Regions from separate parts of the Sus scrofa genome. Here region 1 is linked to region 2. The links are chromatin contacts, called in public Hi-C maps. All regions are on one chromosome and are shown on one strand. Each heading gives the region's core, a stretch centred on a gene start, on an enhancer-like site or on the middle of the called end of the contact. The rest is flanking DNA. Distances are from core to core; before and after follow the strand shown.

The links. A called contact is a pair of places that touch in the nucleus more often than the background predicts.
Region 1: a Hi-C map of liver shows a contact between it and region 2, with 1.8 times the contacts expected there. The contact joins two enhancer-like sites. A contact is called at or near these places in 5 of 47 Hi-C or Micro-C datasets (embryonic fibroblasts, liver, mesenchymal stem cells and 1 more).

What each region holds. Positions count from the first base shown.
Region 1 is chr3:11,071,365-11,075,036 of Sscrofa11.1, forward strand. All of the region lies in intron 2 of TMEM270 (Williams-Beuren syndrome chromosomal region 28 protein), which reads left to right. Among named protein-coding and RNA genes, the nearest start is that of TMEM270, 14 kb to the left of the region's middle. Within about 2 kb of position 1,572, at least 5 of the 83 cell types and tissues checked have an H3K27ac peak or open chromatin away from gene starts, as enhancers often do. A contact at or near this core is called in liver, where this site is marked.
Region 2 is chr3:10,913,918-10,918,035 of Sscrofa11.1, forward strand. All of the region lies in intron 1 of MLXIPL (carbohydrate-responsive element-binding protein), which reads right to left. Among named protein-coding and RNA genes, the nearest start is that of MLXIPL, 18 kb to the right of the region's middle. Within about 2 kb of position 2,839, at least 45 of the 83 cell types and tissues checked have an H3K27ac peak or open chromatin away from gene starts, as enhancers often do. A contact at or near this core is called in liver, where this site is marked.

The DNA of each region.
Region 1 (3,672 bases), core at 322-2,821, 160 kb after region 2:
AGAGAGGCCTCTAGCTTAGGGGACCAAGAAGAGCACACTGGTGAATCAGAGCCGAGCCTGGGACCTGGGCCTAATGGAGCTTGAGAGGTACCCTGAGGGTCAGCCCTGCAGGGGAAGGGGGCAGTGTGCCATTTCTAGCTCCCACCTGTTTTGTTTTGTTTTCTTTTTAGGGCTGCACCTGCAGCATATGGAAGTTCCCAGGCTAGGGGGTGAATCGCAGCTGCAGCTGCCCACCAACGCCACGGGATCCCTTAACCCACTGAGCAAGGCCAGAGGTGGAACCTGCATCTTCATCTTCATGGATGGTAGTTGGGTTCTTAACCTGCTGAGCCACAACAGGAATGCTTAAAAAAAAATAAAATAAAATAGATGCTTGCTGGTGACCTTAAAAAAATTGTTTATTCCAGTTGATTTACAATGTTCTCAGACTGATTGGTTTAAAACTGCCCTCCTGAGAGTCTGAAATTGCAATTAAGTTAGGTATTAAGTCTTGGTGGGGCTTAGCGCAGGTGACTCCATTTGGGGCCTGTTGTTCCTTTTTAGCAATTCTCCCCCTTTGATCAAACTCTCAACTGAGAGATGTGATCAGAACTGAAGACACGACTACCCCTCACTTTGCTGCTCTGTAGTTCTCACAGCATTTGTTGATGCTGCTTTTTTGCTTTTTTGCTGAGTCGGTGTGGTATTCACAGGTCACACCTCCAGGCACACAGTTTTTTTTTTACTGGATCATTTGCTTTGTTCCGTTTTTGAAGTCCAGCCTCAGGGAGATTTGCTGGGTGATTAGTGGCTGTGAACAAGCATTTAAAGCTTTTGAGAAAATGCAATGCACCAGGCATACAATTATAACTATAAGCAGGACAATTTTCACTGTCAAACATGTGTCCTCAGAAGCCGTGGGTCCCCAGGATCCAAACTAATCAAAATCCAATTAAGTCAAAGAGACCCCATTGGAGGAGTCACCTTTCCAAGCCAAATGCTTTGCTCAGTGACCTTATGAAACTGAGTTTCGGCTTCCCCAGAAGTGTTCACTCCCGGTGCATGCAGCAGGTGGGGTTGGCCACAGACCTGCTCAGCCACAAGATAATCCTGTTATCAAGAACAACTTTGGCCAGAGTCTAAGGAGCTTTCCTGAGTAGCTAGTGTCTTAGCAACGGAATCTACAGTGTTTCGAGAGGTTTCTGATCAAATTCGCATTTGTATTTACTTCTAAGCCACGGGTCAGTCAGGTTTTTAGTGCATATGGCGTGAGAATCTGTTCTAAATTCCAGAGCTTCTTTCCTCAGCAATGGCCTGAGAGACAGAGCTGAAGGCATCATCTTTCCAGACCTAGGCCAGAGGAAAGGAAAGAAAGGGAAGAAGAAAGAGTTTCATGTTTAGTTAAAGTAGAAAATCTTGATCCCGTGTTTTGACGTCTGCTCTTCTTTTCCGAGACAGTTGGATTGGATGTCTCCAGTGTTTGCACAGGACCTACCAATTTTTGCAGCTTTTTGGCGTCTGAGGTCCCTGTTAGCCTTTATGGACCCAGTCCGGCTCAAGTTGGACTCAGTCCGACTCCAGCTGGTAACCACCAACAATCCCCATGGAACTTTGGACTGGGGAAAAGCATGGAACCAGCAGACCTCAGCAAATGAAGACAGCAGACTGCTTCCAAACAAATGGGAAACTACAGTGGCCATAGCAGTTGCCAAGGTGGAATTTGGGGGAGGATTCCTGACAAATGGGAAACTGCAGACGAAACCACCAGCAGTTTCCCAACATGGAATCTGGGGAGAGAATCAAGGGCTGGGATTTCTAAACAAATGGGGGAACAGACTGGAAAGCCAATTAGACCGGGAGCTTGATGCAAAGAGAGCAGGGCCCACAACCACAAGGAACTTACCCTGGGGCTCAGAAATGAACAGAAAGACTGAACCCAAAAAGGGGTTCGAGGTACCATACCTGTTTTTCCCATTGTCCCTGAAAACCATCAGAATTTCACTCTGGGTCCTACCACAGCCACCACATCTGTTAAAAACCCCAATTCAACTGCGTATGTTTGGAGATCTGATTTACTTTATTCAACCACTGATCACAGTCAGCCTCCCGGCCAGCAAGGAGAAAGGTGCCCCGAGGAGCTGTACAAAGAGGCAGGCTTTCCTAGGCAGAAGGAGGGTGGGACAAAGAAATGAAGAGGCTGGGTTATTTCAGGTCACCTGCCCTTAAAGGAAGGCAGGGGTCTTAGATTACTTTGCAAGTGCTGACCAGGAAATTCCTGGTGGATTGGCTTAAAATCCTATGCCCAAGAGGCTGAAATTACAATTAGGTTAAATATGAAGTCCAGGTGGAGCTTAGCACAAGTGACTCCATTGTGGGCCTGTTGTTTCCTTTTAAGAGGGGCCGTGGTGGGGGGCAAGCCAAAGAGGAGAGAGAGGATGGAAAACAAATTGCAAATTCTGGTTTCAGCCTCCGCCATCCCACTCCCAGCAATCGGATTTTTCCCCAAACCTGCTCCTCCTCCATCCCCCACCTCTGTGGGCAGCACCTCCACCCACCCTTGGCTCAAGACTTCTGAGGTGTATCCCTGACTTCTGCCTCACCTCACCTTTCTTCCTTCACTCCTCTGTTGGGAAACAATTCCCCACAGGTGTCCTGAGTTTATTCACAGGACTTGATGGCTCTTCATTTTGGGTGATCTTTCTAGGATCCAGTTATACTTGGAAGGTATAACTTCTCCTCGTGCAAAGCACAGGCATGGTCCAGCATGATAACGTCTCTCTCGGGAGCAGAGGCAGGCTTGCTTACTGCCCATCAGAAAAGATTTGGGTTCCCTAAGCTCAGGGTTTCTCTTCCACAATATACCCACTTCGGGTACAGGTACCCTCTGCCCCTTTTTATGTCACCCTGTGGGATCTGGGACTCAAAAGACCAATGCAAAATACTTATACCCTAGTTTACTGCTAGTGCTGTAATGCATTGTCCATCATCTCTGACCCAGGAGTCTTGCGCCTTCTACCAGCATCCAAGATGCTCTTACAGGCTGACTGGTTAGCTTGCAAGGAGGGTACCATCTTGGACCTCTCACCACCTTTTTTTTTGGCCACGCCCACAGCATGCAGATGTTCCTGGGCCAGGGATCTAACCCTCGCCACAGCAGTGACAGTGCTGGATCCTTAACCTGCTGCACCACAAGGGAACTCCCCTTTCATCATTTGTGATGGCTTCTAACCCTTCCGTTCCATCGTCTACACATCTCTGGCATCTGTCCACTTCAGCCCCATCACCTTGTGTCTAGAAGGTTAATTGTTGTGAGTTCCTATCCAATCTCCCCCTTGCTCCCCAAGACCCCTTCTCTGCCCTCGTCTAACTTCTTCCCTTGTAAAGTCCCCAGCGATCTCTAGCGCCTTGTTGCCTTGGGTCCTCAATGGCTCCTATCATTTGATAGAATATTCTGACCCATGTGGCCGTTGCTGACCTCACCACCTACCCCCTGTCTCACTTTATGACCTAGTACTACTGAGTTGTTAGACCCGTGCCATTCCTGCCGTGGGACCATCCTTCCTACTCTCTTCTCTGGAAGACTCCTACCCATCCTTCAAAACTTAGTGCAAGGAGGCCTTTCCGAAGACCCAACGACCCCGCAGGGCCTTAATGTTGGAGACAGAAGGGGTGGGTGGGGGAGGGGCAAGGGCA
Region 2 (4,118 bases), core at 1,589-4,088:
AAACACCATCTGTCTAGTAGGGAGATGTGCCGGGGGGGGCACTCTAATACCTCCTGGGCCAGCTTCTTTTGTGGCACCTGGGGCATGCCTGAGTGTGTTGCCCCAGCCTGTATCCCAGCAACCTCCCAGCTCACTCTGATCACCCAGTGCCCCCCTCCCCAGCCTGCCTACCCTCCCTCCTCCATTTCCCTGCTGAGATGACAGGTAAGGTTGACAGAGCTGGGACAGTGACATCCAAGCCCAGGAGGAAGGATTTGGTCTGTGCTGGGCCTGTCTGCTGGAAGGGGAGGTCTGGAGCAAAGTCTGTGGCCAGGGTTCAAGAGCTTCTTACGACTAATAGAAATTCTGGAAATCTTGAGGATGGGATGAGAAAAACTCAGAACACTCCCTAGCGCTATCCCTCCCATCTACCTTGCGGAAACTCCCTTGGAGTCTCCCTGATAGGGTCCTGCTCGCTCCCCACATCCCTGAGGCCATTCTTTCCAGAGCTAGCCAGCTCTGACCATGAACAAGTGTTTTCTTGGAACTTCCAGTTCCTGCCTCTCTGTGGCTTCCACCCACGGAACCATGGAACACGGGCCTCCTCCCAGTGGAGCAGCCGTCTCTCTGTCCACAGAGTCCTGCTGAGGATGAAAACTGGCCAGACATCCACAGATGTCCTTTGGGTCCAGCTGGCCAGTTCCTCCCAGCACCTCTGGAGGTGCTCACTGACCCTTCCCTTGGCTTACTCTCTTGGGACACCCTGGCGTCCTCAATCCTCCCCCCTCCAAGGAACCCCTGTTAGGGGTCTTCAAGGGCTACCACATTATCCCAGGCTGAGCCTCTGTTTTTCCCTCTACCAAATGGGAGAATCCAAAGACTCTGCTGGTACTAAGCCACTTGCATCCCTGACGCTCAGGCCCCCACCCCAGGCAGGCCATAGAGATCGCGTACTCTGTGTTTAGGGAGAAAGCCCAGTTCTCTCTACCCCAGCTGCCACCGAGTGGGGTGCCATCAGCTTCCAGTCAGCCTCCTAGTGGAGTGAGCTCTGTCCCCTGCCTTGTCACCTCCCCAGAACCTCCCCTTTTGGTCACCCATGGTCTGGGATGGGGGGTGGGCATGAGCCAGCCCAGGGAGAGCAGTGTACAGTAGAAAGCAAGAAGCTTAAGTTGGGAGTGGGTGGGAAAAGGGGGAGATCTTGGGAGGGGTCTGGGGAGCGGGGGTGCCCACATCCGGTGTACCATGACCTCAGGTGCCCTGTCCCAGGAGGTCCCGTGATGTCCCAGGAAGGGAGGGAGGAAAGGGATGGGAATTTGAACTTTCCACACTGGACTGGTGCTCTGGATGATCAGATTGCAACATGACCTGGGCCTGGGGCCAGAGCGTGTGTGGGCCAAGGTTACAAAGCGTACAGCCAATGGGGTCGCGGCTGGGCACCGGGGTAGGGGGCGGGAAAAATTCCCCCGCAATCCCCACCTCAGCTCCCACTCCCAGGCAGAGCAGCAAGTGCCGGTCTGTAGCCAGCAGTTCTCAGAAGAGGAGGAGGAGCAGCAGAGGAAGAGGAATATTTGCACAGAGAAAAGATCAAGGCCGGGCCGATCCCCCTTTCTCCCCTACGGTTTTTCAGTTGATAATTGATCCTGGCCCCTCCGCTCTGGGGAACTTTGCTCCAGGGCAATGAGCCAGGACCCCGGTTCGCACCCTTCCCTGAGAAGCAGGTGTGGAGCTGGGGCTGGGCGCGGCCTGTGTGCTCTGCAACACGCCAAGCAGGGGTCCCAGGCAGCATTAGGCGCTCAGACTCCAGGGACGACCTAGGGAGGGGAGCCCAGGCCTCCCAGGGACCAGCCCCCCTGCAACCCTCAACACCCTCTGCTTGTCCACGGCTGGGAAACTTCGAGCTGAGCCTCCCTGGGTCCCAGCGGAGCACCCTCCAGCCACCCTTGACCTAGCAGGTCAAGAACAGGTGTCCCTGCATTTGGAGGGTGCAGGGTGGAGGAGATACTGGGTTTCTGTCACTGTGGCTATGAACTGGGACAGTAATGGGCATGAGGAGTACCAGGAGGGTGCAGGAATAGGGTGGGTCTGGGCCCGGGCTGCTGCAAGCAGTTGGGTGGAGTGGCCCCTGGAGTGGAGGGTGGGATGTTAGGACAGCCTAGGGTCCTGGGAGCGCAAGGGATGCCCTGGCATTTCTTTGGGGGCTGAGGGGTCGGGAGGTGGGAGGGAGGTCTGCAGCAGGCCTGCAGAAGTGGAGGTGGAGAGCAGGAGGTCCCAGCCCTAGGGAAGGAGTCATGGTGGGGAGGAATGGGACCCAGGAGGTGCAGCTGGGCTGGGTCGGAAAAAAACTCCAGGTTAAGGTGGAGGGAGGGTATCTAGGCTGTGGCCAGAGTCTCTGAGAGCAGCCGGGGACCAGGACTTGGGGCCAGGTGGGGGTGTCCGGGGCCCCAGCGCGCGGTCCCGCCGTGGAGGACCGAGGCCGTCGGCCCCGGAGCTGCCCTCACCTGTAGGCCAGGCTCATGCACTCGAAGAGGCGGGTGAGTGTGGGGTCGATGCTGCGCGGCCCGAAGTCAGCGAGCCCCAAGGGCCCCTCCTGGTCGCGCCGCCGAGTCAGGGAGTCGCTGTGCGGGGACGACACCATGAAGTGACCGCTGTGGATGACCTGCGAGCGAAGCAGGCCGCCCGCGCTGCGCCGGGTACTCGGGTCCTCTGAGTCTGTGTCCGAGTCTGAATCCGGGCTGGGGACGAGCCGCGGGCCCTGCAAGCCCGCAACCAGACCTGCCAGCGCCCCGGCCATGGCCATCGCCGCCGCCGCCTCGCCTGAGCTCGGTGCAGCTGCCCGCGCCGCCCCTGTGGCCAGACCGGCTCCATTAGCATAACCCCGCCCCTCCACCGGATAGGTCGCTCGACGAGGCGGAGCCTCGAGGCGCGCGGGTACCGACCGGGGTTCCTTCAATTAGCATAATCAACTTGCCAGGTGTGAGAGAGCGCCTGCCCGACCCGTGGGTCTGGGGTTTGTAAGAGGAGGAGGTCCCTACCATCCTTCCTGTCTTTCCTTCTGCTGCGACTACTTAGAGTCCTGATGGGCCCGCCCCTCCTTCACTCAAAAGAGGTCTCGAGAAGAGGCGTTCACACCTGGGCCTGAAAGCACCTTAGAGTGAGGGATTCCTGCTTCCAGGGGTGCTCTCCCTTAAGGCCCCTTATTACTTACTGCCCCCTGCCCTCTCTGATCTACCAGGTCACATTCACTCCCTCTCAGTCCTCCACACAGCTGGAAGCACCCATCTCTCTGAAGTCTTGTGTGGTCTGCCTCCCCCAGTGACTTTCCTTTTTTTGCTTTTTAAGGCCGCACTCGCGGCACATGGAAATTCCCAGGCTAGGGGTCGAATCGGAGCTACAGCTGCGGGTCTATGCCACAGCCACGCTGGAGCCAAGATGCATCTGCGACCTATACCACAGCTCATGGCAACACTGGATCCCTGACCCATGGAGCGAGGCCAGGGATGGAACCCACATCTCCGTGGATACTAGTCGGATTCTTTTCCATGGCGCCACAGGAGCAACTCCCCCAGTGACCATTATAATCATCACCGCACCTGCTCAGAGGGCAGGCCCCAGAGTGTAAATCCTGCCCGCTGCTGGGGTGGGTACCAGTGGTAATGGGTGACAGCTGGCAAGGCAGAGCCTTGGTTATCGTCCTCTGGACATTCCCCAGGCAGGCCATCTGCTCTGAGCCCCCTCCTCTCACTAACCCTGGGGGTCCAGCTTTGTGTTCCTGTTTCTGAAGGCCCATTTCTCATCCTGAGGAGACAAACTAGGCAGTTTGGTCTGGGGCATTCACACCGGTCACTTCCCTGGCACCTTTAAAAATCCTCAGAGGTGGGGTTATTGCCCCACATGAGAAGAGGCTCCAGAGTCCACAGGAGTGGAAACAGGCCTGGTTTCAACACCAGGACAGCCAAAAAGCCTGGTCTAGAAGAATTCCAGACTTCCTACCCACGGCTCTCTGGGTGGGAGGTGAGGGGGGTGGAGGCAGGCCAGGCTAGAGGCTAATGCTAGTTCCCTTGGCTTTGCAGAGGGTGTGGCCATGTCAAGTCACAGGAGGGGACGGGGTAGGAGGTGGTCAGCTGGGGACTGGAGGCTTA